Linked DNA regions of Mus musculus: region 1 is linked to region 2. The links are chromatin contacts, called in public Hi-C maps. All regions are on one chromosome and are shown on one strand. The core of a region is the stretch at or near the end of the contact, and the rest is flanking DNA. Distances in the headings are between cores, read along the strand shown. Region 1 overlaps Ntn4 (netrin 4). Region 2 holds the start of Ntn4 (netrin 4).

The links. Hi-C and Micro-C count contacts between places; a contact is called where the count stands out from the background.
Region 1: a contact with region 2 is called in a Hi-C map of erythroid progenitors, with 3 times the contacts expected there. The contact joins the enhancer-like site here to the promoter of Ntn4 in region 2. A contact is called at or near these places in 3 of 39 promoter capture datasets (3T3-L1-derived adipocytes, frontonasal cranial neural crest and maxillary cranial neural crest), 7 of 484 Hi-C or Micro-C datasets (Sertoli cells, embryonic stem cells, erythroid progenitors and 4 more), 11 of 115 datasets of contacts at active chromatin or transcription factors (bone marrow-derived macrophages, cardiomyocytes, embryonic stem cells and 5 more) and 3 of 9 other capture datasets (adipose tissue, liver and pancreatic islet).

Annotation. Positions count from the first base shown.
Region 1 is chr10:93,677,796-93,681,035 of GRCm38.p6, reverse strand. The region is part of intron 2 of Ntn4 (netrin 4); the gene reads right to left. Gm15915 (predicted gene 15915) reads left to right here. Exons shown (of 6, transcript NR_038017.1): 2 at 511-587; 3 at 671-718; 4 at 1,573-1,786. Among named protein-coding and RNA genes, the nearest start is that of Gm15915, 3.9 kb to the left of the region's middle. Within about 2 kb of position 1,270, at least 86 of the 459 cell types and tissues checked have an H3K27ac peak or open chromatin away from gene starts, as enhancers often do. A contact at or near this core is called in adipose tissue, cardiomyocytes, erythroid progenitors and 6 more, where this site is marked.
Region 2 is chr10:93,639,556-93,642,557 of GRCm38.p6, reverse strand. Ntn4 (netrin 4) reads right to left here and starts at 1,509. Exons shown (of 10, transcript NM_021320.3): 1 at 1,050-1,509. The coding sequence starts at 1,104.

The sequences.
Region 1 (3,240 bases), core at 21-2,520, 39 kb before region 2:
AGGCAGGAATCCACTCTGGAGAGCCATGTCTCCATGCATATGAGGATAAAGCTGCTCTCAATAAGATATATCCATGCCTGGCTCAGGATTCCATAGACACTTGGCTTTTATACACTAGGCAGAGTGATTTCCATTATAAAAAAGGGAAGCTGAATTACTTCATACTCTTGCTTAACCATCTGTCCTCCTCTCCGCCCTGCCAAAGACCCATTTTCTTCAGAATAAAACACAGTCTTTCAATGGCCCTGCCTGATTTTGGTCCTTAGTACTTATAGCACTTGTACTTAGTACCTGACAGTCTATCTTTTTAGTACTTATAGCACTTGTACTTAGTACCTGACAGTCTATCTTGTTAGTACTTATAGTACTCGTTCTTAGGACCTGACATTCTATTTATAGTTCTTTATTGTTAGTATTTACAGTACCTACACAATAAACAGTATCTACAGTACCAGTACTTAGTACCTGAAAGTCTTCTTATAGCTGTTTATTGATCCATTGTCTTCCCAGGATAGACTGAAAACATCTTGGGAAATAGTCGCAGTGTCACAAGAACCACCCTGGCGCTTTGTTTAATGCATCTTTTGGTAAGTGACTTAATTACAAAATTATCCTCTGCACCTGAGTAATAGCGAGATTCTAAGCACCCTCTCTCTCTCTCTCTCTCCAGAGCCCCTGCGGAGACCCCGTGCTGAGTTCCACAGTGCAGTATCAAAAGGTAAGAAAGGACAGAAGAAACAGGCTGCAATTGCTAACTAACCAGTGTGTATACAGGTCTAGTTACTTCTAAGCATCTCAAACCTAGACCAGTTCTATCTTAAAAGGATTGTGGTCCATTTCTACCCACATGTAAAGTTGTTGGCAAAGTGACGCAGAGGGAAATTGAAATTCCCAACAAATTCTATGTCACCTAATTGAGAGTCACCGTAGAAGGAACAACGTTTGCTTTTTAAAGACGGATTAACACATTTCATATTTTTGAAAGTCTGAACAAAGAAAACTCTCCAAAGCTGGAGACATCATGGAGAAAACTGTAAATGAGACCGGTTTTCCACACGTCATCCCCAGACACCAGCATTTCTGTTATCTCTTCACGCAGGCATAGACAGGCTGGAGCTGGGCAAGCAGTGCCCACTGAGGAGCTGGTAGTGTGCTCTGTCCTGTCTGCCCACCCTTCCTTTTCCTGGATATTGGTGGCAGCTGTTTGCTCTCTGTTCCGGCCACGTGATTACCCTTGACATTTACCCCGACTCCCTCTCCCCACCCCACCGCTTTCACCCTGAGAGTTGTTTAGCTCCGGCACACGGGGGTGGGGGGCAGGGGGACGGGCCGGGAAGATCTGTCAAGGTTTGGGGAAACTTAGAGGCCCTTTTGCTTCCTGAACCCAGCCCAGGGCGGCTGAATGGCGGCTCTGTGCTGGGTGTGCATGACTCCACTGTTGGCACGCTGATATCAGCCGGGAAGGGACATCATGACCCCCGAGGCTGCGTGCTGGAAAGGAGACAGTACAGTGCTACAGACACAAAGGGGAATGGGAATTTAAACCATCAAATCTTTTTTTGTTTTTCCCAGAGAGGAGACACCTTAATCTGATACTCTGGGAAGGGGATCTAGCCTGTATCAGGAAGCAGAGAGGGAGCCAATCCAGATGCTTCAAAAGTCCTGGCAGGTGGCCCTTGGGTCCCCACCCAGAAGAAGCCTGTGTGTCACGACTGGAGAGAGGAGAGGCACTGTGGAAGCCTTCCATTTCCCAGAAGCCTCTTCTTGTTTTGTCCCCAGGAAGAGGGTAGGTGCCCATGGGCGAGCCTGTTATTGATCTGCCTTTAGTTGCTTCTGAATACATACTCCCAACAGGGGCACTTTTAGAGCCAGGAGCAAAGTCTCCCGAGCAAGACTGTTGGAGCCAATGTCCAGTGCCTCATGATTCTTTTTCCTTAAGTGAAGAAATTTTATTGCGCTTTAGTTACCCACATTCTGCTTATTACAGAAAAGTATGCCATTCAAACTTTAGAAGGCAATTAAGGGCCCACTCTATGTTTCACCAAAGACAGCCAGGAACATGAACTCAATAAAAGATCTTTCCCCCTAAACTCCAGTGCAGAGTGAAAAAAAAAAATCTGTACAGTTGGTGAGTATTCTTCCAAGCCTCTACATCAGTAGTTCTGAAAGTGTAGACCTTGGGGGAATTTGTTAGAAAAGCAAATTCTTGAGCCCTCTCTCAAGCCAACGACATCAGCAACTCTGCCAGCTTGGCTGAGCAATCTGACTTTCAGTGGGCCAGATTCGGATGCAGAAGAGAGAGTGAGACTCAGGGCCCTGCCATAAGGTTTAAAAACAAACCTGCTTAGAATGCCATCGTACGGATGACATAATTTATTTAGCGAGGCTGCTATTGTTAGGCAATGAAGCTGTTTCCTTCCCTGCGTAACCAAATACAATGAACAACAACTGAAATGTGGACGTCCATAGCCTTGTCCTAACTTAGCCTTGTCCTAACTTCCAAGTAAAATCAGTGGAGTAAAGGAAAAACGCATCATTTAAAACTGTCCTTCCCAGTGAGTCTTGGGCCCTTTCCCCTGGTCTTGCCTGACCTCTCTCCTTCTCTTTTGTTTTTCAAGACAGAGTATCACTATGTAGTTCTGACTGTCTTGGGAGCTCACTATGTAGACCAGGCTGGCCTTGAACTCACAGAGATCCACCTGTCTCTGCCACCTGAGTGGTGGGATTAAAGGCGTATGCCACCACGCTGGGCTTGCCTGAGTCTTATGAGGCTAGGATCCCTAACATGACACCTGTGGCTGTGGATTCTCTGCTCAGGTTCTTCTTATGCCCTAGTGTTAGGAAGCAATCCTTAAAGAGCCCTGAACGGGCTAGATTCTCTTTGTTTTCTGGAACTTTCACATCTGCAAGACTTAGTTGGAGGAAGCTGGTAACTAGGGATGGGCCCTGCAGTTGAACAGCCCATGATATCTTGGCAGCTGATACAGTGTGACCAGCAGCCTCTTTCTCCTGCTGCCAAACTTTGCCCACCCTGGTGGATTGTTATCTTCTTGTACCCTAAGCCAAAACACAAACCCCTCGTCTCTTACAAACAAACAAACAAACAAACAAACAAACAAACAAGCAAACAAACAAATCACCCCTAAATGAGGCAGTGTATTGAGAATGAGTAAGAACTGCATGCTATGTCTTTTTTTGTGCTTTGAAGTGGGAATTGTTTAAAGCAGCGTGAACAGAATA
Region 2 (3,002 bases), core at 260-2,759:
GCAGCTCTGGGGAAAAGAATGGAAGCAGACCAACTGAAGAGATGCCTGCCCCAGGGCTTGGAACCTTCCAGTCGGTTCCTCTAACCCACACGTCTCTTTCAGGAGCAAGTCAAGTCCGTCTGAGGGGTTTGGGGTGGGGGATGAAATCAGACCCTCACAATTTTTCCCCACTACCCCACTGTGCTGTACTTAACCTAGCTGAAAACCAGGTGGCCTGCGAGAAGGGAGGGGGAGAAGAGAAAGAGGAGGCTCCCGGGGACTCAGACACAGCAAGCCTGGAACCGGTGGCCTAAAGACAGTCCAAGAGAGACAGGACCGTAGCGGGAGGGGAGAGGGGCATCTGCCCGTTGCCCGTAACCCAGTTACTGAGCCAAGGAACAGACCCGCCTCCGACCTCCTGCAGAGCTTCGGCCAGGGTACCGATTCCCCAGGGGCAGTCAGCCAGCTCCGGGCAATCACCACCTGAGTGATCACCCCCCATGGTCCCAGTTCCGAGTTCTACAGCGTTGCAGCCAACGCCCCGGGAAGAGGGCGCTCACCCTCACCCCAGGTGGCCCTACCTGGCTCTCAAGTACACAGAATGAGATCCGGGAAGGTGGCGATCTCTCTAAGTGAGAGATCGGTCTCGGCCCACGCACGCCCAGGGTCTCTGGGCCACCCCTCCTCGTCACTCCTCAGGCCATGGAGAGCCCGGGGATGGCGAGCTGGGTCCTTTGTTCCCCCTCACCAAGTGCAGAGGCAGTTTTCCCCCCCAAGCCAAACCCAGAAAGAAACATTGATCTCTCTGTATCTTCTGCAGGGCGTACCCAGGATATCTGGTTATTCAAGGACATGTGTATCTCAGTTGCAGGAGAAAAAAAAAAAATCAATAGTGTTTGAAACTGCGGAGTCGCGGGCAAAGGAGACGGAACATGGCCACTGGCTTCATCCTCAATAGCCGAGCTCTGGGCTCCCGGTCCGGGATCCCCTATATCCCCCAGCCCCCGAGCTTGGGTGGAGGGGCAGGAGCAAGGGAAGAGGGGTGGGGGCCCGGCCGCGTCACCACCCACCTGCGGCCACCGCGGAGCAGCCCCAGAGCAGCAGCAGCCGTGCGCAGCTCCCCATGGCCGGGCAGCTGCGGGAGCGGGTGGGATGAAGCGGCAGTGGTCCTCGGGAGCACCGGGGGCTCTGTGGTTCTTCCTCCTCCCGGAGCGCCAGGCTCGCTCAGTGGGCACCGTGGGCACAGAGCCGCGGGCCGGGGCCGCGCCAGGCGGCGGGGTGACCGTCGCGCACCGGCCTGGCGGGGCCCGGGCAGCTCAGCAGCGGCGGGAGCCCCGGGATCATAGCCGGCCTGGCCGCTGCCGGCTGAGCGGCCCTGAGGGCGGGTGCGCCGCTCGCCCAGGGCTCGGCGCCCGCAGCCGACGCTGAACTTTGCGAGACCTTTCACTTCCCGGCCGCCGCCGCCTCCCGGCTGTCCTCCTCCGCTTTTCCCACCTTCTGTGGCCGCCGAGGCTCGGTCCCGTCCTTCTCCATGGGCAGTTCCATGGGATGCATTTTTATTGCACCGACACCGCGGCGCTCCGGTGCCAGCCCTCCTCCTCCCCTCGCACCTCCACCCCTTCCTCCCGCCCGCCCCCCGCGCTTGACAGCCGGGCGGTGCAGACGCGCGGGTCCGGTCATTGTCGCCGCCGCCGCCGCCCAGGGGGAGGGGGTGTCTGCAGCCCCCGCTGCGCGCATCTCCCTGCCTGACCTCGCGGGTGCCCTCCAGCACCCAAGGGCCTCGCCTGGGAAACAGTCTCCCACCTTCTCCAGGAACATTCCTGAGAGCAGTTGACTCCCTCCGGATCAGGTCAGGGCATGCCAAGGGGCTTAAAAACCCGCGAAACAGGCGAGCGACTACTTTCCAAAAAATCACCCAGCAAAACAAGCCTTCCCCCCTCCCCCAACACCACTCCACAGCACCCATTCTCTGCGAGTCCCACGGTCTGGGTTAGGACCACCCCAGACCCCCAATTCTGCCTAGGGTACTGCCAGTGAACGCGCACCAAGTGCCAAGGGTCCTTTAAGTCTCTGCTACCTTTTTGGGGGGTGCAGCCCAAAGGAGTCGAAGGTGTACCCGTTTGGTGTAAAAGATGTTCTCACACGGCCTGAAAGACCAGGATCCATGATCAGGGAATCAACTGTTTAAGAACATCTATGTCTGGAGCATCGACATAAGAATGCCTGGGTCCTAGGTGCATTCACACATTCTTCATAGTATGGTGAGCAGGGGAACCATAAAGTTATGAAATATCTTATGGGGAGCAATTTAGCAGCAACCACAAGCAGCTAATTGTAGCTCAGGGCTGGTGTTTATGAAAGGAGATTAAATAGCACTTCAGCCTGGGACTTCTGTAACTTCTCTGAAAATATAGTTCTGCTTACACATGCAAAGAAATTGGCAAACGTTGAGTCGAAGGCAATTCTGTATTGCAGCATTCAGTGTGTGTCTTTGAGTATTTTCCAGAAAGTTAACTGCTTTGCAGATACCATTCAGTTATTATAAATTGTCAGAAATACAGATGGGGCCAATTAGAGCTTTGGGGGCACACGTAGATATTATTTATAATGACCGAGCTGGAGACATATAGGTTTCTATCTCTCTAAAGGAACTGAGTTGAGGTTAGCATAATCCACTGGGAGGCGTTAAAATTATTATTTTGGCCAGTACTGGAAGTGGCAGGCGACATGAGAACCGTCACCAGCTTTCGAAAACAAACTCTGAGCTTTCAAATACTGGCCACGCTGGAGCCTCCGTTGGCTCTCACAGGTGATGCTTCTGATGCAGTTGCTAAAATGCTTCTCCCAACTGTTCTTTTTATTAAATGAACGACAGGGGATCGTAACAGGCTAAGGCTCCCAGCCTAAACACTAGCCTACAGGCCAAGAAAAAGGAAGAGAAAGACAGTATTTACTATTAATCTCTGAGACAATATATTAAGTTGAGGCAGGGCTAATCCATGCCTGATTATGAATTTCAGAAG